2 separate regions of the Zea mays genome follow, and region 1 is linked to region 2. A link is a contact called in public Hi-C data. All regions are on one chromosome and are shown on one strand. The core of a region is the stretch at or near the end of the contact, and the rest is flanking DNA. Distances in the headings are between cores, read along the strand shown. Region 1 holds the start of LOC100273524. Region 2 has its middle 33 kb from the start of LOC100284924.

The links. Hi-C and Micro-C count contacts between places; a contact is called where the count stands out from the background.
Region 1: a Hi-C map of an unstated tissue shows a contact between it and region 2, with 4 times the contacts expected there. The contact joins the promoter of LOC100273524 here to the enhancer-like site in region 2. A contact is called at or near these places in 4 of 25 Hi-C or Micro-C datasets (ear, leaf, tassel and 1 more).

Annotation. Positions count from the first base shown.
Region 1 is chr7:133,463,376-133,469,501 of Zm-B73-REFERENCE-NAM-5.0, reverse strand. It overlaps LOC100273524, which reads left to right and starts at 1,770. Exons shown (of 4, transcript NM_001147942.2): 1 at 1,770-1,904; 2 at 3,295-3,431; 3 at 3,768-4,661; 4 at 4,745-5,722. The coding sequence starts at 3,327. The coding sequence ends at 5,659.
Region 2 is chr7:133,345,245-133,351,763 of Zm-B73-REFERENCE-NAM-5.0, reverse strand. No RefSeq gene overlaps it. Among protein-coding and RNA genes, the nearest start is that of LOC100284924, 33 kb to the right of the region's middle. Within about 2 kb of position 4,558, at least 18 of the 20 cell types and tissues checked have an H3K27ac peak or open chromatin away from gene starts, as enhancers often do. A contact at or near this core is called in ear, leaf and tassel, where this site is marked.

The DNA of each region.
Region 1 (6,126 bases), core at 521-3,020, 120 kb before region 2:
TCACTAGTCACTAGGGTTTTGTGTGGAATTGGAGAGGATTTGATCTCTTTGAATGTGTCTAGAATTGAATGCCTAGCTCTTGTAAGTGGTTAGAAGTTGGAAAACTTGGATGACCATGAATGTGGGGTGGTTGGGGTATTTATAGCCCCAACCACCAAACTTGACCGTTGGCTGGAGGCTTCTGTTCGATGGCGCACCGGACAGTCCGGTGCACACCGGACAGTCCGGTGCCCCTGCCACGTCATCACTGCCGTTGGATTCTAGCCGTTGGAGCTTCTGACTTGTGGGCCCGCCTGGGTGTCCGGTGCACACCGGACATGCACTGTTTGATGTCCGGTGCACCGGTATGGGCGATTCTGACTTCTGCGCGCGCTGCGCGCGCATTTAATGCACCGCAGGGAGCCGTTGGCGCCGCAGGGAGCCGTTGCTCCGCTGGCACACCGGACAGTCCGGTGCACACCGGACAGTCCGGTGAATTTTAGCGGAGCGGCTGCCGCGCGAACCCGAGGCTGGCGAGTTCCGGGGGCCGAGCTTCCTTGGAGCACCGGACATGTCCGGTGCACACCGGACAGTCCGGTGAATTATAGCGCGCCGGCTTCCGAGAAATCCCGAGGGTGAAGAGTTTGAGTCTGGGTCCCCTGGTGCACCGGACAGGTACTGTTCACTGTCCGGTGGCACACCGGACAGTCCGGTGCGCCAGACCAGGGGTGCCCTCGGTTGCCCCTTTGCTCCTTTATTGAATCCAAAACTTGGTCTTTTTATTGGCTGAGTGTGAACCTTTTTCACCTGTATAATCTATACACTTGGGCAAACTAGTTAGTCCAAAGATTTGTGTTGGGCAATTCAACCACCAAAATTATATAGGAACTAGGTGTAAGCCTAATTCCCTTTCACAATCCAGCTTTCACAAATTCGTAGCTTACAATCCACCTTTAAAATTTAGGGTGAATCCAAACACCACCTAAATCAGTTTCCTTCCTTGCTACTGTCTCCAGTAAATTACAAATAGCGGAGGGGATTGAATGTACTAAAATCACCTTACTATTTGTTGCTAAATAGGCCCTTAGTGTGCCTCCTGAAATATGAATCTTTCCTTATCGTTATTCCCTTGATCTAACCAGAAAGCCTTGCTTAGTTTTGTAGCTAGGCAATAGGCATCTCAATTGTCCTATTCTTGAAGAAAACTACTATCTCTTCCCTTCTCTCCTGTTTTTATTCGTTAAATCATAATTTTGGGCCTGCCTTGTTTTCTCTTTTATCAGATTTAAATGAGATTTACTTTAATTTTAGCCGTTTAATAGTGTCTTAGGACATCTGGCTGACTCAAATGGCCTATGGCTACAAGGTCGTTTCCGTCTAATTTAAAACAGTCAGTTTATATAATTTAAAACAGAGAGAATATTTAGCAAATGAAATCAATGGATATTTGCTTGCCTAGTTGATTTTTGAGGAGAGAGAAGAATAGCTTAACGTAACAATTACATCGTGGCCGTATAGAAGAAGCTAGTTGATTTTGAAGACAGAGAAAAATAGCTCAATTCAACAGTCAGTTGCCATATAAAAAGAAGCTGAAAGCTGAAGCCGGTGAGGGCTATACAAAGAAGCCCATACATTCATAACTTGGAAAGAAAATAACACTTTTCTTTTTGCAAAATACAAAAAAAAAATCCCTTGACCGGACAGGTCCTGTGGCGGTCTGGTCCCTGCCAGTCAGTGCTCATCCTTTGCCTTATCTTTTCGCATAGTCGCATTCACCCAGCGTGCGCTCTCTTTTGCTCTCTCTATCTCTCTCGTGGCAACGACTGCGCGAGCGCCGGCGCCTACGCCAGGTGCCCAGGCCTCCGTCGGTCATTTCGCCAGGCATTCGTCGCGGGCTCTTCGCCGGCGACGAGCACACCCACCAAGTAGGCACACCATTCTCTTCCCTTCCTTCTGCGAGAAACTCCGAACCGTGTCTTAAGCTACTTGTATTATGCCTACTAGATTCGATTTTTTTTTACAAAGAAAAGGCTTTACATGTGTAGCCCCATGTATTTTGCTGGGTCCGCCCCTGTCTATATATCATGTACATCGTATATCTCTGAACTTTGGACATTTGAGATGGACAGTGCGTCATCATATCCTTGTTCTAATCAATGGCTTATATAGACTAAGATAACCGTCAATCGATGACTAAAGGCATTTGGTTATATCTGATGCTTTTCAGTTCTGAATCCGAGCAGTGCTTCTCTACATACAGTCGCATCTCGCAGTGGCGGATGCAGAACAAAATTCTAGGTGGGGCCGATAGTGTATGAGACAAATCATCAGACTAGATCATAACTGTAGATTAATGATAATAACACGAATGTTAAATAATAATATCTAGTGTTTCCAAAAACGATATGAATACCAAAAAACCTTTTTGGCTATCTAAAGTAGAGCTAGAGAGAGAAAATAGGTGGACTGACTAAGGACGAGGCACTAGGGCAGAGCAGTTGCACCGGCGTGTCGTTCTGGAGAGTCATCAAATTTGTCGTGAGATGGCGTTGGTGAGAACGATATGCAGGAGGAGCGAGTGCAGGAGGCGAGGTAGCGATAGATGACGGTGACAGCAAGCGATAGCCATTGTCGTGTTGCGACGGCGCGGAGAGACCCTAATGAGTTAGCGAGGGACAGATGACGCCACGATCCCACCAACAGCTTGCCCATCTGCTAATGCGGACTAGGAGGCAAAATATCAATGTTGTGTGCAGGATCCCGACGAGTCGACGAGCTGATGGGTGATGAGAAGGCAAGGTGCGCTGCAGCGGGCGGGTTAGGTCATCGACTTACTGGTCAGTCGATGACTGAAGAAACGAGTGAGCCACGAGTGGGCTTGCGCTAGGGAAGAGAATCAAATGGCTTAGATAAAGAGTGGACTGAGTAGTGAAACGTCGATAGAAAAATAGATCAAAATCTAATTTTTATTAGATTTGTCCACGCTAACTATACAAAAGTTTATTTATTTTGCTGTGTACCTAAACCTAGGCATAAAGGATTAAAAAATTTGAGGTGGGGCCATGGCCCACCTTGCCCACCCCTTGCATCCGCCCCTGGCATCTCGCATGCCTTTTGAATTGCAAAATTGTACCTAGTCAAGGTTTCGATTTTCGAGAATAGGCTTCTATCTAAGATGTTCAGCACTCGTGGTCCATTTCAGTGCACTTATCAGTATCACAACATTATGTTGGACAGACAGATTCTCGTGACAGTGCCTTCCTGGTCGCCTTTCGTTGAAGTTACTGAATCTGAAATCTGACCATCATGAACCAGGTTGAGGATTGGTCCTTTACGAGCATGTTATAATGGGAGAGAACGGAGTTCAGCTGACACTGACCTCCACTTTGAAGAGCACAGGCAAGCCACGGATCAATGCGGACGGGCTGAATAATGGATCACATACTACCAAAGTAAGCATCGGAAAGCGTAGAGATATAGAGGTAGCGAAGTTTTTCTTCGGTCATCACTAGCTTGTCTCACATTGCAAAGCTCTCCCTAATATGCAAAAAGAAACCATTTTCCAAAGCAAGGACTGAGCTGAATATATCATATATTTTTGGTACTTAATATACTAAAAACAGGTTTGCTGAGCATCAGAATTGGTTCCTAGCTTGGTCTAGGCGCACAAATAAATATGGGAAAACAATCAACATATAAAATTCAAATAATTTGAATTGTCCTTTTATTCTTGACCACTGTTCTCTGTTCTCTCCCACCTCATTTCCGAAGAATTCCTTATGTTTCAGGAGAAGCATGAACACGGTGGCACTTTCCAACCATCAAAAGGCCAGAAGCAGCAGCTGTGCACAACATGTGCAAAAGGGCATACTTGTCAATCGGTCATCAACCGGACAAGACAAATGCGAGCTCTAATCGACTCAAAGAAGCCTTACCAAGCACACTCTGTATTCAAGCACTTAATGGATGAGGGGCACAAGCCTTCATTGGTCACATACACAATTCTACTGACCGCCCTGACGAACCAGAGGATGTTTGAGTCGATTCCATCACTGCTTGCTGAAGTTGAACTAGCTGGAGTTAGGCCAGACTCCATCTTCTTCAATGCCTTGATAAATGCGTTTGTTGAGGCGAAGCGGATGGGCGAAGCGATAAACACATTCTGGAAAATGAAACATTCTGGCTGCCACCCAACTACAAGCACCTTCAACACACTGATAAAAGGTTATGGCATTGTAGGCAAACCCGAAGAATCACAGCGCGTCTTCGACATGATGGGCGTTGAAGGATCAGTCAGGCCTAACCTCACAACATACAACATTCTTGTGAAGGCATGGTGTGATCACAGAAATCTTGAGGAGGCCTGGGGTGTTGTGGGCAAAATGCAAGCAGGTGGTTTTGAGCCTGATATTGTAACTTACAATACCATAGCCAGTGCATATGCCAATAATGACGAGACATGGAGAGCAGAAGAGCTCATTGTGGAGATTCAGACTAGAGTGCGCACCAGTGAGCGAACATGGGGCATAATCATTGGTGGTTATTGCCGGGAGGGCAGGTTGGAGGAAGCATTACGATGCGTCCAGCAAATGAAGGATGCAGGAAGTGTTCCTAACGTCGTCATCTTCAACACACTGCTGAAGGGCTTTCTTGATGCAAATGACATGGCTGCTGTCAATAAGGTGAGTTCAGGAGAAACGTTCCACTTTTGTTCATGTACATGCTAGGAAAATAGATTATCTAATTTTGTGTCCATGTGATGCAGATCCTGGGTCTGATGGAGAAATTTGGCATCAAACCTGACATCGTTACCTACAGTCACCAGTTGAACACATTCAGCTCGCTGGGCCACATGGCTAAATGCATGCATGTATTTGACAAAATGATCGAAGCAGGAATTGAGCCAGATCCTCAGGTATACAGCATTCTCGCCAAAGGATTTGTTCGTGCTCAGCAGCCTGAGAAAGCAGAAGACCTTCTGTTGCAAATGAGCCATCTTGGTCTCTGCCCAAATGTCGTCACTTTCACCACTGTCATTAGCGGGTGGTGCAGCGTGGCCGACATGGAGAGTGCCATGAGAGTCTATGACAAGATGTGCAAGTCAGGCGTCTATCCCAATCTCAGGACATTTGAGACTCTGATCTGGGGCTACAGCGAACAGAAGCAGCCATGGAAAGCTGAGGAAGTCCTTCAGATGATGCGGGAGACTGGTGTCAAGCCGAAGCAAAGCACCTACTGTCTCATTGCTGATGCATGGAAGGCTGTTGGTTTGACTGAGAACATCAACAACTCAAATGGTTCCCCCAATGGTCCTTATGCAATCGAGAAATTGGATCATTCAAATGACAATTGCAACGTGCGAATATCAGAAGACAATAATAACAAGCTGCAGTTTTTTGATGAAAGTAATGGGCGTGCAATGAATGGCCGTTCACGTTCCAGTTTTCTTCAGATAACAAATGCACTAGGCAGCAGTGGTATAGTTTCTGCCAAGGTCATGAAGGCTGGAGAATTTCCATCTGAAAGACTGAAGGCTATCAAAAACACATCCTTTCCACAAGGATTTCAATTGTTGCATCTCGAGTTTTGTAGGAAGCAGCTTCGGAAGAATGGTGGATTCTGTAGTCAGAGCATCAACTCATTCAAAATGGGTTTCTCTAGCAGAGGATGCATTTATTAATTCGATGTACACATTGGGCTGAAACTTAAACAAAAACAAATCTCGGTGTTCCAAGTCTCCGCCTATGATGCGGGCCATTTTTATGATTCAGACGCAGTTCCTGCAGTGTCAAGCATTTCAAACGTTTAAAAAAAATTCCACAAGCAGTTTCAAAATACGTGCTGTTTAAATGCAATAGAAACTGATAAGACTACACACATGTCTAAAAATAGGGACATTGAACCGCTATAAGTTTGGCGGAGGCCATTATCAAGGCAGCTCAATTGGCAACCACCTCTACGGTACCGTTACTATAAATCAAATTTGTAGCAGCAACGTTGGCTATAAGCTGTTAAAATTTTGCCGTGAGCTATGAACTGTAGAGAAACAGTAAGTTGTTTGTATGAAACAAGCATAAAATCCACTCCTCTATTCGTCCATTTCGAAAAGAAAAAGGAAAAAAAATGCCAAAACAACATGTAAGGTCC
Region 2 (6,519 bases), core at 3,309-5,808:
CGACCAATGATTGCATTGTAGGGGTATTCCATGTCAACAATATCAAACACAACCTGTTCAGTTCTCGTATTGTGGACAAATCCGAAGGTCACTAGCATTGTGATCTTGCCAAGTGCTACAATCTGTCTTCCTCCAAAACCACAAAGAGGGTGTGTAGCATCATGGATCTTATCCTCTGGCTCTTGCATCTGTCTGAAGGCCTTAGCAAATATGATATCCACTGCACTGCTTGTATCAACCAGAACATTGTGGACTAGAAATCCCTTTATGACACAAGATATGACCATAACATCATTGTGAGGGTAATCCTTGAGCTGAAAGTCCTCTTCGGAGAAGGTAATTGGGATGTGGGACCATTTTGACTTGATGAAGGGTCCCTGCACCCCAACATGTTGTACCCTTCTCTGGGCCTCCTTCTTCTGCTTCTTGTTGGCCGGCTCTGAGCATGAACCGCCTGTTATCAGGAGCACCAGCTTCGTAGCCGAAGCAGCTTCAGCTTGATTGTTGAACGAAGCCATCAGCTCAAAAAGTGGAAGTGAGTTCACCGGAGGTGGGCGTCAATGTTGGGGACTTGTTCTCAAATGCTAGGAGTCAATAACAAGGCAACACAGAGTATTAAATGTTAATGCCCTTCGTCCTTCGAAGCATTATTTCCCTTAGGATATAACGATCTTCGGACGAAGGTTATGAAGGACATACCTTCATAATCAAAAGTTGTAAGATAATGAAAGACGAAATATATGAAACATGAAAGATAATATAAACAAGCACATAATATTATCCATATATTTCATCATACAAATTTGAATATTAAAATACAATATTTAATTACATTTATACCTTCGGTTTGATAGAAGGCAAGAATTCAAGTGTTGCGCGCGAGTGATTACAAGATAGCGTGAACAGTACAGGGGTACTGTTCATCTATTTATAGGCATATGACGCAGCCTGTGAGAAATTACATTCATGCCCTTTACAAATGCTTACAATCATAATACAAGCTATCACGGGTCGATTGGTCATTTCATCTTTAAGTCGGTGCACTCCTTCGTCTTAAGACATGTCACTATGCCGAAGCTTTATGAATGATAGCTTCGGCACTGCTTTTGAGAGGATCTGTCGAAAGTGTTTCTTCTTACAAGATCTTCGGCGACGAAGCATACCCCAACACCTCCATTTGTGTATATATAATCCTTCATCAAAATATAGGACTTCCCTCTATTTGCACTATCTCTTAATCTCGTTTAAATCCATACTACAATACATATCATTCACAGATAGGGGTGGTAATACATTACGATTCAAATGTTTATTAACATTAGGTTAAGACTCTTAACTAATTTTAGTTTAAAAATAAATCAGAATAAAGTCTGATCCTAATTCGGTTTTTAAATTTTATAGTGTAAAATCTAAAATACATTACACAATCTCTGTCCAGAGGTTAGCGCGGCGCCAGCCAATATTTGCGTGGAGATGGCAGTGGCTCAACGAATTGCAGCCGAGGCCGCTTTGCCCGCTGTTCCGCCCGCCTGACAGGTGACAGCAACATGCATCGCATATGCACGTGTGTGCCGACGGATATCACTACTGTTCGCCGTTTTTCTTTCAAGCTTGTCCATAATCTGAGGCACGATCCATCTTTGTTGCGCGAATTGACGAAAATGTCCTGAGTTAAAGCTCAGAAAATTCTGAATTAAGCTATTCCGCCGTGTTGTTTTTTTTTCATGTTGATGAGCTTGCCCGCTTATTTTCAAAAAATGCTCTTATATATTTACTGGACCCGTTCCAAAATAAGCATACTTCTAAGGGCATGTTTATTTCAGTTTTTTTTCTACCACAAGCTTTTCTGACAATCTGACTGTGGGGAGAATTTGGTTGTGAAAAAAAATCTGAGTACCGTGTGGATTATGTTACGTGGGAAAGAAAATAAACGAATTTATATGGTTAGAATATAGAAAGTGATGGATTCCTACTATCACAGTGACTCGACCGATTGTATGTTAATGTTGATTTTAAATATTTTTATCAAAATCATTCTTACAAAAGCTAATTAAAAAGCTAGATGTTTGGTAGTCCATGGTAGGTTGATAGGTTGTGCCTAGAATCTAAAAAAAATTGAAAAAAAACAGGGCCTAAGATATCCATAGCATCTGCACCCTTCCTCGCAAACAAAGCTAGCTAGAAAAGGTTAGCAGGCAGGCAGGACTGCGCGTGACGTGACGTGACCAAGGAAGGAGCGCGCTGGCTGTTACGCCGTCGTCTCCCTGTGCTTGACACTGACTCGACAGGATTAGGCGGATCTGGTCAAAGACGCTGTTTGTTTCCGGCACGACGACCCAGTGTCACAGTGGCCGACAGCACGGGCGATATGTAGCGGGGGAGCAAACAGTAGGCCATGCAGGCACGCTCGGCGCTCGCTAGTAGCTCACGCGCGACGTTGGCACACTTTTGTGCATGCAGGTCGCCAGGCGCTGCGGGCTGCGGGCTGCATGCACACTCATTCATTGGGCACTGTGGTCAATGCACGTGGAAATTAAAAGGGCAGCAAGTCAACCCGTTTTGCGATGAACAGACGATGGTGCGGATAGGTGTCATCATCCATGTGGTAGCTGCGCATGCGCATGCTCCCCCTGATGCTTTGATTTCGAGGTGTCTCGTCTCGTCGTGGCAGGCGTGTCGGCGTGTCGACGTGACACAGGACTCACTCAGGTGTTATGACTGAACCATTCCCTCAGAAAAGATGGATCAGGCCCAGGCCATCTCTGGAAACTCTGATGACGATGGTTATTGCTGTCGATATCGATACGCTTTTGGATTAAATTATTAAGAAGCGCTCGACTCGATGCTTTTATTTAGTTCACTCCCCCAATTATCCACCTGTTCTTTAATTAATTAATCCCATCACCCAATAAGATTCCGGGTCGTTGAGTACGTAGCAGTGCAGTGTATGGCTGTGAGCCTGTGACTGTGAGCCTTTTGGAGGCGTCAAGCGCAGAGGCAGAGCTGAGAACTGAAACGCATGGATGCATGGGGCATGGGCGTTGCATTTTGCCATTCTTCCCTTTAGTTTATTTTGGTGGAAGGAGGAGTACGCACGTGCAAAAGCGAGAGCAGACGATTCTGCGCGTGCGCGCGTGCCTTGGATAATGAGCGTCTTCTCCGTCTCCGTGCAGGCGCTGCTGCTTCCCACCATTGATGCCTGGAGCGAAGCTAGTGGGCAGTGGAGGAAAGCGCGCCCGAGCGACGGAAAGCGAGAGCACTACTATCTATATATCTCGCAAGCTTATGCCTGATGGGAGCACTAGGCGGGGCTCCAAAAGGCCCGGGCAAGGTTTTTTTTTTTTTTTTTGGCAAAGAAAGCATGCATACAGCTTTACTCTTTACCGCCCTAGCTAGCTAGTAGCTACTATAGGCTATCTGTCGACATGGCAAGGTCGGTACAGATAGAGCTGAGCTCTACGATGCATCAATCCTAGTGATGGCCTGATGGGAATATAAGCCACGATTTTTGGTACAACACTATCAATACCGAAAAAACAGGAGCACAAAGTAGGGTGAGACACAAAATAATATAGACGGGCTAGTATCGTCCGAAAAAATAATATAGACGAGCTAGTATCGTTCGAAAGCGGACTTGTGTCGGGTCTCAAATTTCGGCGGCCCATCGACCTCCGGACCGGGATTGGGCCGGCATGGCCCAATAAAGACTACGTTATTTAATTTAGTAAGCTATCGACTTTATATTGTTGTGATATTTAGAGTTTATTTGGTCAAATGATGCTAGGATTGTTTAATATATTAAGGTATGCATTTTATGTGGTTATAATATTTTGATTTTATATGATCAAATATATGTGTCGGGCTTGGATCGATATGGTCCAACAAAGGTGAGGCGTGAATTAGGGTCGATCTAGGCCACTGTAACACCTCGTCCAATCCCTAGACCGACGGTACTTACTCCTGGCAGCTCTCTAGGATCGTATATTTTCCCCACAGACCAACACAAGACTTTTGTGCGCACTTTGTCCTCACTCATGCGCACCCAAGAAAACTTCTCGGTCAGTCACCCATCCCAAATTGCTCAAAGCCAAACACGCTTATCTTGGAGGTTCTTTCGAGATAGGCTTCTGAAAAAAAAAGATGCACCTTTTTAGTATGGATACTCTATTAATTCTATTAAGCCTTGTGCCAGGAAATCACCATCACAGGGGGCCAGGATATCACAGCCATTGTCTTTACACTTCGGGCTACAGCACGCTCTAAAAGTTTTTTAGATTTTACGGCCTAAACCTGTTTAGCACGGTACGATGAACTTAAAAGTTAAAACCAGTCTAATTCCCACCACAAGTCGTCAATGCTGACCGCGCTTGACCGTGGCCGATTGACCGTAGTCGGTAAGATCTGTCGGTGGCAGGCCAGCGAATAAGAATCCATCTTTTCCCGGCCAGTCATGATTGCCATCCTCGTCGGCCGGGCGGGAAAGGCACGACGCCCCCACCCCACCTCACCGCGCCAAATCCACCAGAGGGTCGCGGCACCAACACATGCATGCGAGCACCACGGGCTGGACCGGGCCGGCGCACCCCACTGAACCCACCCACCAGCCACCACCACCGTCCCATCCCAAAGGGGAAAGCCGAACCGAAGAGACACACTGGAGCGCGCCCGTCGCGCGACCGGGACTGGTAGCCGGGTCCGGGTACGATACGCCGTGTGGGTTGTGATTGGGACGTATCGATGGGCTCGGGGCACGGAAAGACGCGCGTGAAAGGGACAAAACGAGGCGTCGCCCTGGACCTGGAGGTTTCCGGCTGGATCTCCTGCCTGCGGGGTGCGATGCGATGCGATGGCGATCGCGTGGGGAGGCAGAGTGCAGGCAGGCGTCACAACTCACATGCGACCCCGCAGCGCGGCCTTGCGACTCGGCTTTGCGTCGCGTCGCGTCGCTTTGCCGAGCCCGGCGTCGGGTTGCCAATTGGTTGCTTGCTTGCAGCTATCACGGTGCTCAAAGTAAGGCAACAGATTTTGGTAGCACGACGCCATGACCTCGTAAAGATTCAAGATGCCGTATCATAAGGAGGCAAAACAGATCCCATTACCATCGGCTTCATGCATGGCTCCTTCCTGTCAGCAGCCCATATATCCCGTCCAAAGGCGGGTCTAGACTGGCCCTTAAATTCTGTCATGTTGGGCTCCCGGTATGGCTCACATGCATGGGCTAGGTTCGGACCGATCCGACTCAATAAAGCACATATTATTTATTTTTCTTTAATTTAGTAAGCTATAAAATTTATATGGTTTTAATATTTGTGCTTTCTTATATGGCTAAATGATGATCGTATTGTTCACTATCTTTACTTTAGTAATCTTGGACTTCTTATGGTTGTAGTATTTAGACTTTATATGACTCAAATATATTAGGCCGGGTTTGACATGACATGACTCGATCAAGACACGACATGCTTTATGATCAGACTAAACCACTGTTTCTATATTTCTCAATTCGAGCCTATTTGGTCCGAAGTACAGTGGATCTGGGCTTCCGGCTTGCTTTGGTTCCATTTCCATCAATTGTCGCTTGCGACCAGCCTCCACGAGACCAAATAGAAAACGACAAAATCTTGTGGACGGAGTACTCTTTGACAATATGATTTTTTTTTCTCCACCATTGTAATTCAAGGACATGTACTTTAATATGGCAGGATCCAGGTTGCCGCCAAAGCCAGCGCCAAATTTTTGGCGAATTTTGTTGTGCTGATGAAAGCACGTACTAGCTACCTAAGCTTGTTTGGCAGTTGGCACGATTTAGCCTTGACTTGCACCAGTTAGTAGCAAACCCGTATTCTGAACTGTTTCTGGGCCTAATCCTTCTCCTTGGACTCAATCATTGTAGCCTAGGTGCTCTTCGGCCCATGTTTGTTCATTCGGCCTGTAAGTATATTTCACTCCCTAATAATCATTGGATTTTTTCATCCCAAACTCCAAAACTAAACATCTTTATATCCTAAACTCTCAAAAACATATAACTTTCTTAGCTTGAGTAGAGTTGATTTTCAAGATAGTTTCATTTTTTTAATTAAATAGATTAAATATCTTATAAGGTTTTAAAGTCATAAGAATTGTATCTAAACTTCTACAAGTTTCGTTCAAAAAAAATTCAGAGATAGACTAGGAAAAAAAATAAAATATATAGAACCCTTGAAAGTACATCTAAAATATTTTAAAAATAGCCTGAGCTCTACATAAATGAGGAAAATAAGAAAATAAGTATGGAAATTTTTCAAAAAATATTCCAAACAATGTGTGTCGGAGAGCAAATCTCCGACCGGGTAGCGGAGTGCACCCGCCCTAAATCCTGAGATGAGGAGGAGCTTAGGCGTTTTGCTTGATCGTCGGAATGAACGGGGAGAACTCAAGAACACACAAGGATTTAGAATGGTTCGGGCCGCCGGAGCGTAATACCCTACTCCACTGTGAGATGTATTGCTTGAGTTTGCGAGTCTAAGGTGTGACCTAAGA